Linked DNA regions of Callithrix jacchus: region 2 is linked to region 1. A link is a contact called in public Hi-C data. All regions are on one chromosome and are shown on one strand. The core of a region is the stretch at or near the end of the contact, and the rest is flanking DNA. Distances in the headings are between cores, read along the strand shown. Region 1 overlaps TSC22D1 (TSC22 domain family member 1). Region 2 overlaps NUFIP1 (nuclear FMR1 interacting protein 1).

The links. A called contact is a pair of places that touch in the nucleus more often than the background predicts.
Region 2: a Hi-C map of skeletal muscle shows a contact between it and region 1, with 5 times the contacts expected there. The contact joins two enhancer-like sites. A contact is called at or near these places in 2 of 3 Hi-C or Micro-C datasets (both in skeletal muscle).

The regions. Positions count from the first base shown.
Region 1 is chr5:163,709,602-163,717,111 of calJac240_pri, reverse strand. All of the region lies in intron 2 of TSC22D1 (TSC22 domain family member 1), which reads left to right. Among named protein-coding and RNA genes, the nearest start is that of TSC22D1, 82 kb to the left of the region's middle. Within about 2 kb of position 5,956, at least 1 of the 16 cell types and tissues checked has an H3K27ac peak or open chromatin away from gene starts, as enhancers often do. A contact at or near this core is called in skeletal muscle, where this site is marked.
Region 2 is chr5:164,180,633-164,187,926 of calJac240_pri, reverse strand. It overlaps NUFIP1 (nuclear FMR1 interacting protein 1), which reads left to right. Exons shown (of 9, transcript XM_078375374.1): 6 at 5,806-5,898. Among named protein-coding and RNA genes, the nearest start is that of NUFIP1, 16 kb to the left of the region's middle. Within about 2 kb of position 2,811, at least 3 of the 16 cell types and tissues checked have an H3K27ac peak or open chromatin away from gene starts, as enhancers often do. A contact at or near this core is called in skeletal muscle, where this site is marked.

The sequences.
Region 1 (7,510 bases), core at 4,707-7,206:
AATAAACCATCTGGACCACACACGGTGGCTCATGCCTGTAATCCCAGCACTTTGGGAGGCTGAAGCAGGAGGACTGCTTGAGGCCAGGAGTTTGAAACTAGCCTGGGCAATAAAATGAGACACACACACACACACACACACACACACACACACACACAATTAGCCAGGTGAGACCCTCATCTACACACACACAACTATGGTGGTGTGTATCTGTAGTCCCAGCTACTCAGGAGGCTGAGGCAGAAGGATTGTTTGAGCCCAGGAGTTTGAGCCATGATTGCACCACTGCACTCCAGCCTGGGTGACAGAGTGAGACCCTGTCTCTAAACAACCATGAAGCATGTCTGTAGAAAAAACTGACAAATTTTAGCATTAAGAACCCAGATGGAGGCCTTTTGTTTTGGTTGAGATTATAATTTAGAAATTTTAAGAAGGGACGTGGTGCGGGAGCTTAACTGATTGGCTCTGTCATCTCTGGAATTTAGGCAGAGACATTATTGAGAGTGAGATAAATTATGATGGCTCAAAGAGAATGGTTTATATGGGGGAATGGATATATAGTGAACTAAGAATGAGCACAAGGATTGTTGAACGGCTGTGAAATAATTTTGTTTGGCTCCTGAAACATTTGGAAGCCCAGAAGAAGACTGGGTAATAATTAGCCAAGTGTGTCTACGAGGTTATTATTTTTTTTAAAGGATTTTTTTCCAGAAGGGATTAAAGGCAGTTTACAAAAATATGTCTAGCATGACAAAATTAATACACATAATGGCAAAGGAGAAAAAAGTTTAATAAGACGGAACTCAGAATGAGGATGATAACCAGATTGTATACGAGGAAGTTTAGAAATGGACCATAAATTAGCTGTGAGCTTTTTTTTTTTTTTTTTTTTGAGATGAAGTTTCACTCTTGTCACCTAGGCCGGAGTGCAGTGGGTGCCATCTTGGCTCGTTGCAACCTCCTCCACCTCCCGGGTTCAAGCAATTCTTTTGTCTCAGCCTCCCACGTAGCTGGGAGTACAGGCGCCTGCCACCATGCCTGGTCAATTTTTTTTTTTTTTTTGCATTTTTTAGTAGAGACGGGGTTTCACCCTGTTGGCCAGGCTGGTCTTGAACTCCTGACCTCAGGTGATCCTCCTACTTCAACCTCCCAAAGTGCTGGAATTACAGCTGTGAGCCACTGTACATGGCCAGCTGTGAGTTTTTTAGTAGCAAATTGTAAAGATGGAAATAATAATCAGCTGATCCCAAGCCTGGATATGAACAGATGAATTAGGCAAAGCACGAGAATTGCTGGCGTTGGGAAAATGTTTGCCTGAGGTCTTTTCTGGGAATTGATAAAATATTAACTTGGGGGAAATGCTTTAGGTCCAGCAGAAAGAGCCCTAGGAAAAATCAGCCTTGATGATAAGAAAGTTAATAGTTGTGCTTCATTCTTTCCAGTGTTTGAAATCTACAGATGTTGTAAAGTGGGCAGAATTAGATTGGATTTGAACAATTAGAGTAAAACTAACCTCAGTAACAAAACACATAACTATAATGTGTCATGCAAATGTAATTTTATAGGAAACATTTATACATTTTAGATATTTTAAAGTATCAGTTTAGTCATCAAGGAAATCTAGAGATATATTTTGGCTTTTCTTGGATTCACCTGGGTACGTTCAGATTGTCAAAATATTCTCAGATATCAAGTGTATACAGCACAAACAACTGAGTAGAGAATACTTTCTTTGAAAAATATTCTGAAAGGATCTAGTTTCAAGCGTATTATTTATTGCCACCCAAATGATTTGGCAAGCCTGAAAACTGGGCAGTATGCCAAGATTGGTAGATAGTGGTACAGGAGTGAGTATAACTACATCAAACTCGAAAGACGGAAATTGAATTGTATTTCCAGTGAGGGAGAGAACACTTAAATTTTTGTATTTAGGTTTTTTTTTTTTGAGACGGAGTTTCGCTCTTGTTACCCAGGCTGGAGGGCAATGGCGCGATCTCGGCTCACCGCAACCTCCGCCTCCTGGGTTCAGGCAATTCTCCTGCCTCAGCCTCCTGAGTAGCTGGGATTACAGGCACGTGCCACCATGCCCAGCTATTTTTTTTTATATTTTTAGTAGAGACGGGGTTTCACCATGTTGACCAGGATGGTCTTGATCTCTTGACCTCGTGATCCACCCACCTCAGCCTCCCAAAGTGCTGGGATTACAGGCGGGAGCCATTCTGAAGCTAATTAAAGGATTTTACCTTGACTGCAGTCTTAATGAAAATTTGCATTTTTTAAACATTTCCTTAGATTGACTTGGATTAGTTTTCAGTTTTTTAATAAGAAGGATTAAAAAGTTTTCTTTCCTTTATTAAATGTGTTAATCATGTCCAAACCTCTTGTTTTAATTAGTTTGAGGAGGGACTGCTAAACAGAAACGTTACACAAACAAGTTGGTAATTATTCTCAGATCCTGGCCAGCCATGAAGAATGAGGGCAGGGGTGAGTGAATGATGGTGAATAGTGATCCTTCACTGCCACTAAGGATTAATAGTGAAGGATGAGGAGATCCCTGAATTAGTTCATGCTTGACAGAATGACTGACTGAATGAACATTTGCTGAGCTAGGTTCTTGAGATAGAAGTATGATAAAGTCATGTTCCCTGCTCTGAGAGTCTACTAGGGGATTATCTAGTTTATTAGAAAATAAGCCGGTTTTACCACAGTGTGGTCAGTGCTCTGATAAGTGGTTGGTATGCTGTGAAAATAGAGAATTGGAAACTGAGACATTTATTTGAATTTTTAGGGAAGTTGCTCACTTGCTCACTTAATTAAACAGCATAATCTTTGTTTTTTAGGTTTTTTGTTTGTTTGTTTTGAGACGGAATCTCACCTTGTTGCCCAGGCTGGAGTGCAGTGGCACCATCACAGCTCACTGTAGCCTCAACCTCTCAGGTTCTAATCTTTGCTGATTGATTAGCTCTGCATTGGGGCACTTTTTCAAAGCTTAGACCGGCTGTTTCCAGTCCTCTTGTAGCCTGCTAGAACTGAGCCGAAACATCAGCAAGATGTGCAAGTTTAGGGTCTTCTCAGGTCTTTTTGAACATGCATCCTACCATGGGCATGCATGTGGCTCTCTAAATTCTCTAGTAAGACATGGTAGCTTTTCAGTGCACTAAGTCTCCAACAAATCTTTCTTCTCAGGCTGCAGCATATCTTCTGTGTGCCTTAACAATAATAGTTTGCTTCAGGTGACAGTGGGTTGTTCATTTGCCTTTCAGTATCGGCAAAGAATACCCTCCACATAGCCACTTTCTGCCTCGAGAGAGTTTTGAGTTGGTGAAAATAAGGCAAGTGCCTTTTGTCAGGCCTGAAGGTTGTCCCCAGATAGGTCAAAACAGACCTTCACAGTTCTTTGAAAATAAGATCTGCTTTGCCTGCGGTAGAACTGGAGTCCCACACTGGAAATGGGGGCTGCCATTGTCAAGATTGTCACTGAATCGGGGAGGGCACTGGGACAAGGGCAAGTAAAAGTGCCGTGAAGATTTTCTGTTTCCTCTTCCTTGAGTTGGTATTCAGGTGTTGCCGTAAACCTCTGACTGTTTCCCAGAGTTCAGATGAAGTTACTTCTGAGAATTTCTGCTTATTTTTTGTTTACGTGTTCTTTTCTGGAGGGAGGGGCCCTCGGTGCTCTGCCGCCTCTGCTGACATCACTCGCATGGTTGATTGTTCTGAAGAGTAAATTTGATGGGAAGGTGAAGAGTTTTTGAACTAGAGAGAGAGTGATTTGGGAGTTACTAGATGCCAAGAGCTACAAGGGAGGTATATCTCTCAAACAGTTTTCAAGGGAAATATTAGAATTCATTTACATATTTTAAGAATTTTTTTTGTCATTTGTTATGGGACTCGTTTAAAAGAAATGCACAACTCTAAATTAGTAGGAAAAAAACTGTGGATCTAATACCAAACTTAAAGCTAAAACCATCATAGTAACTTTGAAACTATATTGTATTCCTCCCAGCCCCATCCTCCATCATTCCCGCAGAGATAAGTACTAGAGTGATTTTGCGGGGGTGGGGGGAGAGCTTATATTTCTTTTCTCCAAAGCAGTTTACCTAGTTATGTACATATCCCTAAACAATGTGCTCCTTAGTTTTGCCTTAGGCTCTATTTGAAATCCTGTATCGAGTGTTGTCTGTTTTACATTTTCCACTCCATGTTCATTCATCTAAGAGTAACCATGTTGAGTATAGCTGTACAGATGGTGTCTGCCTTACCATGGTTCAGCTCCAGGTTCTCCAACTTTACAGTGGTGCAAAAGCGATACACATTCAGTAGAAACTGCTTCGAGTAGAGCCATTCTGTTTTTTCAGTAAATTACATGAGACATTCAACACTTTGTTATAGGCTTTGTGCTGGCTGATTTGGCCCAATTATAGGCTAATGTGAATGTTCTGAGCACATTTAAAGTGGGCTGGGCTAAGCTCTAATGTTCAGTAAGTTAGGTATTGAAATGCATTTTTGACTGGCGATATTTTATATACACGATGACTTTATGGGAATGTAACCCCATTGTAGGTTAAGGAGCATCTGCATGTTGTTCACTGTCATGAATGAATGAAACTTAGATGTGAATGTTCCATTTTATCTGTCCGCTACGCGACAGGCATTTAGGGTTGTTTTCAGTTTTTGTGAAGATGAACAGCGCTAGTATGAACATTTTTCTGTGTGCACTTAAGAAGATACGTATAGTGTTTCCACTGAAATGAAATGACTGAATCATGGGGATAGACATGTTCCGCTTCACAAGATGGTATCACGTTGTTTTCTGCAGTGATTATTCCACTTTGCCTTCCTACCAGCAACATACAAACACCCCACCCGCCGACTGTTGTTTGTGCCCACGTTTGGCACTGTCAGGCTGCTTCAGTTTTGCTGAGGTAATGCTTGTAATATCAGTTCACTGTGGTTTTAATTTGAAGCGAAGCGTGTTGTATGTTAAACCATTCATATTTCCTTTTCTGTAAAATTCATTTTCTCTATTTTTTATTGGATTTTTTGGATTGTACTTAGAATTGGAAGCCCTTTATGTATTCTGTCAGTATTATTGCCTCATTTGTGTTGTGCCTATTCATTTTCTTATGATATCCTTTGTTTGTTTTGTTTTTTTGAGACAGAGTCTTGCTCTGTCGCCCAGGCTGGAGTGCAGTGGTACAATCTCAGCTCACTGCAACCTCCGCCTGGGTTCAGGTGATTCTCCTGCCTCAGCCTCCCAAGTGGCTGGGACCATAGGCATGAGCCACCAGGCCCGGCTAATTGTGATATCGTTTGAACAGAAGTTCTTAACTTTAATGTGAAAGTTGTGAATATATTCCTTATAGTTAGTGATTCTTGGGTTGAAGACATTTTTTATTAATGACCTCCGTGTCATCAAGAGGGTTTCCTATAATTTCTTCTAAAATATTAAGTTTTTGTTGAACATTTATATCTTTATCCAGAATTATTTTTAAAAATTGAAGTGTAGCATACAGAGAGAAAAGTGCACAAATCATAGCACTTGATGAATTATCACAGAATAATGGGTACATAACCTGTACCCTCTTTAACGACAACTCAGCCAGTTGTTACAAAACGACCTCTAAGTACTGTCCTCATTCTTCTCCCAGCGATGCATCCTCTGCAGACCTCTAACACTGCCAGCTGGTTTTGGCCATTTTGAAATGTATATAAATGAAATTATATGCTATGTATTCTTTTGTTTCTTATTTTTCTTGTTCAGTACTGTGTGAGATTCATGTTAAGCTTACCAGAAGTTCATTTTCATAGACGTGTACTGTTTGTTGTGAGTACGCCATGTTTTCTTTCTCCATTCTGCTGTTTCTGTCTGGAGGCCAGTATGAGTAATGCAGCTGCCACCACTCCTGAATGTCTTCTGGTGCACGCTTGCGTCTCTGTTGGGGGCATCTGTGGAACAGAATCGCTGGGGGTTTGTGTTATGTTCGTCTCGAGTAGATATTGCCACGTTTCCAAAGTGGTAGTACCTGTTTTCCCTTCTGCGTGCTGCGTATGTGAATGTTCCAGCCGATCCACATTCCATCCCGCTCTTAGGTTTAACCCACGTGTCAGTCTTTCAAGTTGTGGCCGTCCTGAGTGGTATGTCGCTGACCTCACTGTGGTTTTGAATTGCATTTCCCTGATTGCTGTTGAGACTGAGCATAGATTGATAGGCAGACAGGCTATTTAGATAGATTATTTGATAAAATGCCTATTTTTCTATTTTATTTAATTTATTTTTATTTTAAAAAATTTTTTGTAGAGATAAGGTCTTGTTGTGTTGCCCAGGCTGGTCTGGAATTTCTGGCCTGAAACAGTTCTCCCACCCTGGCCTCCCAAAGTGCTGGAATTACAGGCATGAGCCAGAGTACTCAGCCTTGCCTATTTTTCTAGTGTTTTTTTGTCTTTTATTATTATTATTATTGATTATAGGACTTGTTTTAATATTTATGAAATGAGCTCTTTGGTGTTTAACAAATATCTCTTCTGTCCATGTGACTGAAATTCTTATTCTCTTATCAATGTCTTTTAATAATCATAATTCCTAATTTTGATGTACTTTAGCTTGTTCGGCTTTTCCTTTATAGTTAATGCTTTTGTAGTCTGTTTAAGATCTTTGCCTATTCCCAAAATACTCTCCTATTTATCTTCTAGAAACAGTTTTACCTTTCACAGTTAGAGCTATAATTATTATAATTTTTTTTTTTGCTTGCATGAAATGAGGTGAGATTCAAAAGCAGTTTTTCCCCCATATGGATACCTGCTTGACTCAGCATCAATATTGGAAAAGACTTTCTCTTTTTCTGCAGTGCCGCTTCTGTCATAAACCCATATATATGGGGTTGATTTCATTTCTGCATTGTATTCTTCTAATGGAATATTGCTTTGCTGAAGTTTTGGTATCTGGGAAGGTCTCTTCACTTTCTTCGGAAAGATGCCATGGCTATTGTGAGATCTTTCATATAAATTTCACGGTTCTTCCCAAAACCATTTTGGGATTTTGATGAATATCACCGGATTTAAGAATACTGCTGAATCTACAGATAAATTTGGGGATTTTGGATACTGAATTTCTCCATTTATTTCAGTCTCTTTAATGTAGTTGAATAATATTCTGTGTATCCTTTGTTAAATTCTAAGTGTTTTATGTTTTTGTTTCTTTCGTAAATGGTATCTTTGAAATTACATTTTCTAAGTGTTGATATGCGCAGTTAGCCATTTTGCTAGATCTTCTTGATTAGCAAATTCTTTGTATGTTATTTTGTTTTTCTGCGTAGATCTGTAGCATCTGAGAATAATGATAGCTTTGTTTCTTCTTTTCCAATATTGGTTCTTTCTGTTCTTTTTTTCTTGTTTTACTGAACCGATTAGGATAGCACCATCCAATAGAAATACAACGTTAGCCTATGTGTAATTTAAAAATGGCTAATAGTCACAGTTAAAAAAAAAAAGGTGAAGTTAATTTTAATAATTT
Region 2 (7,294 bases), core at 1,562-4,061, 470 kb before region 1:
AGAATCATGATACAGAACAGTGTTTCTTCACCTGGAAAAATTGCCTTATGCTCTGATGACAGCCTCCCCTTCACCCACTGGCAACCACTGATTTGTTTTTTGTTCTTATATTCATGCCTTGCAGAAACGTAATGGAACCATACAGTGTGTGGACCTTTTAGCCTGACTCACATGTTTTTAGTCTGCATTGGAGAGTTGTCACGTGTAGCAGTTGCTGTTTTGATTGCTGAGTGTTGCTCTTTTCATCGTGTGGATGTATCGGTCTGTTTTTCCATTCCCACTTGGGTGTTGTTTCCAGTCTTAGCCTTTATATAAAGTCTTCATAAACGTTCATCTGCAGGTTTTTGTTTTGAATATAGGGTTCTATTTGGCTTGGGTAAATATCCAGGAGTGGGGTTGGTTGGTCATATGGTGAGCATATGTTTAACTTTATGCGAAACTGCCGAACAGTTTAGGAGGATGTTTTAAATCCAGAGACGCCATTTTGAGCACGGAAAGTATTCAGATTAAAGGGGACGGTAGGGTGCAGTGGTGCTTGCATCAACTAGTCACGCTCTAGGAAATGGAATGGGAGCTTTAACCATGGCTTAGTGCAAACAGGTGTCGTTTTCCCAAGGTTTAGAAAAACAAAACAAAACCCAAGGCTGCTGTTGCTGCATGATGGTACCATGACCTAGGCCGTCTCTGTTGCTCCTTAGCACGCGGCTGTCCTCCTGCCTGTCACCAGAAGGTTCTTTCATATGCAAATATTACGCCACATTGTAGGCAGAAAGAAGAGAAAAAGGCAAAGGTACATGTAGCCTAGTTGCTCCCCTTTCATTGAGAAAACAATAGCTTTGTTTTTAGCTCCAACCAGGGGATATTTATATGGATCTCACTGGCTAGAGGTGGGTTGCTTGACCACCTCCAGTGGCAGTGGAGTCGACGGGGAGACCGAAACAAAACTGTTAAGAAATGGGGGAGAATAGACAATTAGCAGGGCTGCTTTAGTGCTTGGTGGCACAGCGGAATTCCAAAACTGTAAGTGAATTTTGGAAGCAGCTCTGTCCTTCTGAATAAAAGACTGGCTTGAGCAAGTGTTTAATAGGCTTGTTGGTGATTGTTTTAATGTAGTGGAGGCAGAGGGGATAGAGTCTAACTCTGGTTCCCAGAGGTATGCTGTGACAGCAGGCACAGTGCCTTGGAAGGGGAATGGGCAAAGTCTGTTGAGGGAATAGGTGAAGTTACAGGTTTGTGAAATTTAGAGGTGTTTAAAGGGAATGAGGAAATGGGTGAGAATGACAATGCTGGCTGAGGTTTATTTGTACCTGTGAGGTTGCCTTGTTAGTAAGTGCTCGGGAATTTCTTTGGGCACTGGCTCAGTTCATCTGAGGTTCTTCCATATTTTGTTTCTCGGGTTCTTGCTCTTTAATATATTCTGAAGTCTTCATTTTTTTCCTATATGAATATTTTATTAATAGAAGATATGGGAAACGTTGCTCTTCTTTTGGTACATTTGATAGATTTCTCAAAAGTACACAAATACTGTTCCTACCAGCCGTTTCAGAGGCCAAGGTGGGCGGATCACTTGAGGTCAAGAGTTTGAAACCAGCCTGGCCAACATGGTGAAACCCTGTCTCTAGTAAAAATACAAAAATCAGCTGGTCATTGTGGCATGCGTGTGTAGTCCCAGCTACTTGGGAGGCTAAGGCAGGAAAATTGCTTGAACCCGGGAGGCAGAGGTTGCGGTGAGCCGAGATTGCGCCACGGCACTCCAGCCTGGGCAACATAGTGAGACTCTGTCTCAATAGAAAACAAAAAAACAAACAATATCCTTGTTATGAAAATATACTTACTTTCTACACTTCTGTCATTCTCAATTTTTAAAAGTATTACTTGAACTCCTAAAAAGAGTAATGCCACATTGGTATGGCCGAATAGTCCTTATTTTATGAATTCAATCTTTCTGTGAGAGCTACATTCTTTCTGAGGAAGCCACTATATTCTTTGACATGCAGGAAAAATAAAGTCTTTATGTAACTGCTATGTTAGAAAATGCTTGTGAGAGATTTCACAGAGTAAGAATTTCAAAGCTTGAAGAAGATTGTAAAGGTCTGCTTCGCATGTGGCTTCCTTATCTTTAACAAAAGTGCATCTTTGTCTATTTCTTCATCTCCGTATTTTTCAGGTTAATCAAACTCAGAGGTACCCACTGTATTTAATTTAATAACTTTGAAGGCTTTCCACTAATAATCTGCTTTCCCTACCACCACCACCCCAACCACCGAAAAGCCACTAAAAAAAGTGGTTCTTTCTTAATTTCTGAACTGTGCGGTACCAGTGCTGTATGATTTGGCTTTACGGAAAATGAGCGGTGATTTGTTTCCAAAACCTTGCTTTTATTACAGAAATGGTGGAACATTTTCCACAGCAGACTGGGAGTCCACTAGGTGGAGCAGTTTTACAATTTATTTCAACGCTTCCTGTGGGTCTGAGGAAGTCCTTTTGTTTCCCTGGTTCATGCAGAATTCCGGTCCAGGAGAGCTGCTCCTAAAGAATGCTGCATCTCTTTGATGTTCAGAAAGAAAGAAAAGTACAACACTGTAGCTCGTGTGGAAGCAGTTGTGGTTCAGTAAAAGTGGGAAGAGGGGAAAAGCCAATAAATGGTCATGATCTGTGCATAAGGAAAAAATCGGAGAGCATAATGTGACCAGAATGGTCTGTGCTAAGATAGTGGCTAGCACGGTTTGCCCATGCGTTGGCTTTCTAGTGCTTAAAGACTGTCACTGCGGGCGCAGGGTATAGGCAATGCAGAAGGTCAAGATGAGGTAAAAATGAGAGAGAAGAGAGGAAGGAAAAGAGCATGGTTTCAAGACCATTTCCTTTTAGTGAACTGGGGAAAGACAGAAGTACAGGGAGAAAATAATTTTAGTAGGTAAAAGTACAGAGAAGCCAACTGAACATTTTTCTCGTCACAGCTATGAAGTTATATAACTTCATATTACCCATTCTCTAGCAGGGGATGTGGGCCAAGTTTTACATACGTGTAACTGCAATACAAGACCTAATTTGTGTTTTTTCAGTAGTTTTTGGATTTGTTACTTCTCGTGCTTTAGAAACCTGAACTCCTTCATCAGAGCTCCTTCCTTTTCCGTATTCATTTATCTCAGCCTTGCGTTGGTGGAGTCGGGCTTCCTCCTGTTGTTTATGTGTGTAACTAGGTCTTGTGTTTCTGATTTCTCTTTTTTGGGATAATTTGCTTTCTATCAACTTTTCTTTCCCCCTAGTTTTAAATCTATGGATTCTGTGTAAATAAGAATGGAATAAATTTTGGGAGAGGATTTTATTTATTTTAGCACCAAGAAAAATGAAATCTTCTACCTCTGTTTTAACTCCAATCTTAATACCTTTAGGAACATGATGCTTGGTTTTAGGAAGACGAATTTCCTCACCTTCAGGAACATGATACTGCTGTCTCCCAGAAAGAGAAAATTAGCTGTTTTAAAATTAGCTGTAGAAACTCCTTCGGTTTCCGCCGAAGGCGTTTCTACACATCTTTGATGTTTCATTTAGGGAATTCTTTCTTATATCTTATTTAAAGTCCAATTGCTATAACAAGTTTAAATTCTTTCCCATTGAAAAGCAGTTACTTAGCATCGGCTCTCTGGCGCCTCATGTAGCATATGGCCCAACATGGTAAGAGTCTGCATTAGTCTGCAAAAATGCTGAAGAAATGTAAGCAATAGGAAGTTTTGAGAGTTGTGGAGGATGTTCAGTAGCTGTGAGTCACATGTCCTGCCACTGTGGGGCTGTCAAAGTCGTCACTGTATTCTCATTTCTACTTGTGCATATTCTCTTCAGCTTGAGAACCACTGGACCAATCCTCTCTGTGAAACCGTTTTTCTTATAGCTTCTCATCTTCTTTTAAAGGCTGTAAATGGCTTCTTTCATCTTTCTTTGGAGGTTTTATTTTTCATCCTATTAATCATCTTTGAGTCTCTTCTGAATCCTTTCCAAGTCTTTTTTTTTCCCCTCCACATTCCTTTAGTTTAGAAGCACGAAACTGGACACGGTCCCTGAGAGTATCTGACTACTTTTGAGTATCCTGGGAAGATTTCACACTCGTGCAAGTGCCAGAGTCTACTTCATATAACCTTAGCTGATACTTGCTTTCCAAAAATGCAGTCATGTGTTCCTGACTGGCTGTCAGATTTTTATCTCCTATGACCTTGATCTTTTCCTCTTATGTTTATTTATAGTTTGTACATTCATCATGTTTTATTTATGGAGTCTATTTTTCTTGACTGGATATATATTGCTTCACACTGTCCTCATTGAAATTCATTGCGTTTTTTTCTGATGACTTAACCTCTTGCCCAATGACATTTCCATTGCTGTCTTTCAGTGTGGCCCACCCATAGGCTTTGTATATTGTCTGTGCTATTCAAGTCAGTAATGCAAATGTTAAGAAAAGGAAAAAGTGTCCTGGAAGCAATGGCAGAACACATTTGTTGGTGTGTCTCAAAATTTACTTTGATCAGCAGCCAGACTGAGTAGTAGAGAGCTGTGTTCCCCTCCTGTGTTTTTTTATATGACTAGAATCTATTGCCCTCACCCTGACAGTTTGGTGTCCACACAGTTGTGCAGAAAAATAAAGCAATTCATCTTGCATACTTCCGTCAGATTTCATCTTAATCACTGCCTTGTATATATCTCTCCCTGTTCATAACTTTCTATGGCTCTCCATCACCTGCTGAATTAAATATAAACTTTCTAGTGTGGTATTCCAGGCACATTTTGGCCTGTGTCTCCCTTTCCAGTCTGATTGCCTGTTACTGTGTTTCATACCATATTAAGTACCTACCATTCTCCAGATACCTCTTTCTTTTGTGTGTGTGTGTGAGACAGAGTCTTGTTCTGTTGCCCCGGCTGGAGTACAGTGGCACGATCTCACCTCATTGCAACCTTCACCTCCTGGGTTCAAGCTATTCCCTTGCCTCAGCCTCCTGAGTAGCTAGGATTACAGTCACCTGCCACCATACCTGGCTAATTTTTTGTATTTTTAGTACGGGTGGGGTTTCACCATGTTGGCCAGGATGGTCTCGAACGCCTGACTTCAAGTGATCCACCCACCTCGGCCTCCCAAAGTGTTAGGATTACAGGTGTGAGCCGCCACGCCTGGCCTTTTTCACTTTCTGAAGTCTTGGTTTGCATTGTTTGCTCTACTTAGCGCACTCTGATTTCTGTTACCATTTGAGATCGATTTCTTTCATTTCTTTTCTTTATGGATTTTTCCAATTAAATATAATCTTACCCTTCCACTGTCCAAATCTTTATACCCTTTTGGGTACTTTTGTCTCATGTTTTAGCTGTTTGTGTGCTTTTCTTGTTGTCCTGGTAGACTGTATTTTCAGAACTGTCTTTTCCTCATCTTGGTAACTTTGATAGACCTAGCATGTATTTACATAAGAAATTGAATAGACTTACATTTTTTTCTTAAAGTATTTATAGGTACATGCCAAATAGATGAATTAGATCAGTTTGAGTACATTGTATGATATATTTGATTTAAATTCTGGGGCACGCTCCTTACCTAGTTGCAGAGTGCTAGCAAAATTAGTGGATCAGCAGCTGGTCCACACTTTCAGTAACACTGTTATAATGTACTTTTTTCACCTCTTAAAAAATTGTAGACGCACTTAAAGGTTTATAATGATTTGTTGTATTGGTTGTTATACAAAATTGCTAAATTTGGCAGTTTCTTGATTGCTTATTTAAAGTTGCACTCTAAACGCTCTATTATAATTAACTTCTATTATTCTCTAGAAACTATCCAACTCTGGCCAATATTGAAAGGAAGAAAAAGTTAAAACTTGAAAAGGAAAAGAGAGGAGCAGTATTGACAACAACGCAGTATGGGTAAGTTCCTATGCTTATGACAAATCAGAATCTTAAAATCTTTATGTACTCAATTCTAAAATCTTTGCTTTTGTAACTTACTTTTAAAAAAATTACTTTTTTGACACCAACCCGATAGCACTGATAATTATATCTTAAAATAAGGATTACCCTATATTCGTGGTTTTCAAAAAATAAATAATTGAGACCTTTGAATCTTTGTCCCCCAGCTAATTAGTTTCCTTCCCAGAGGCGATCCATTGCATCCTTCCAGAGATACCTGCTCCCCTGAGATTAGAAGCATGATAAGGATGTCCAATGTTACCACTTTTATAAATGAATTTAGCAAGGTTGCCAAATACATGTAAGATCAATATTTAAGAAGTGAACTCTATTTCTATAAAGTAGCAACAAACAATTAAAAAGTGAAAATTTAAAAGATACCATTTAAAATAGCATCAAATGCCTGGGAGTAAACCTAACAAAAGATTTGCAAGACTCTACACTCAAAACTACAAAACAGTGCTCAGAAAAAGTCAAGGCCTGAATAAATGGAGCAGTATGTAATATTCATGGGCTGGAAAACAGTGTCATTATCTTAATTCTTCCCCAAATTGGTTACAGTCAAAATTCCAGTAAGGTTTTTTTTTCATTGTTTTTTGGTGGAGAAGGGATAGGGGACATTGATAAGCTTTACAATTACAGTTGTCATTAAGTGTAATGACAGGGATACCTTCTGAGAAATGTATTGGGCAATTTTGTGATTATGAACATCGTAGAGCGTACTTCCACAAACTTAGAGAATACAGCCGACTACATACCTAGGCTGTGCAGTAAAGCCTATTGCTCTTAGGCTACATCCCTGTGCAATGTGTTACTGTATCCAGTTGTAACACAATGCTAAGTATTTGTGTATCTAAATATAGAAAAGTGTCTGTAAAACTATCCCATTAAAGGTAAAAAGGTAAAAAGGTACACCTGAGTGGGACACTTACCATGAATGGAACCTGCAGGACTGAAGTTGCCCTGGGTGAGGCAGTGAGTGAGGTGAGTGAACGTGGAGGCCTAGGATGCTACTGTACATTTCTGTAGACATTACAAACTTTGTACCCATAGGCTACACTAAGTTATTTTGTGAAAGTAATTTTTTATGATGTTATGACATTACTAGGAATTATTTAGCTTCGCTATAATCTTCTAGGACTATGTCATGTATGTGTCCCTTGTTGAACAGAATGTCATTATGTGGCGGTTGATTGCATATGAAAATACAGAGGCTCTAGAGCAGCCACTAAGAAAGCTAGAGTAATAACGATAACGTGGTGTTGGCCAAAGACAGATAGGCAAATAGAACAGGATAGAGCCCACAAACAGGTCCACTGAGAAGCAGTCACCTGGCTTACGATAAACCTGGCAA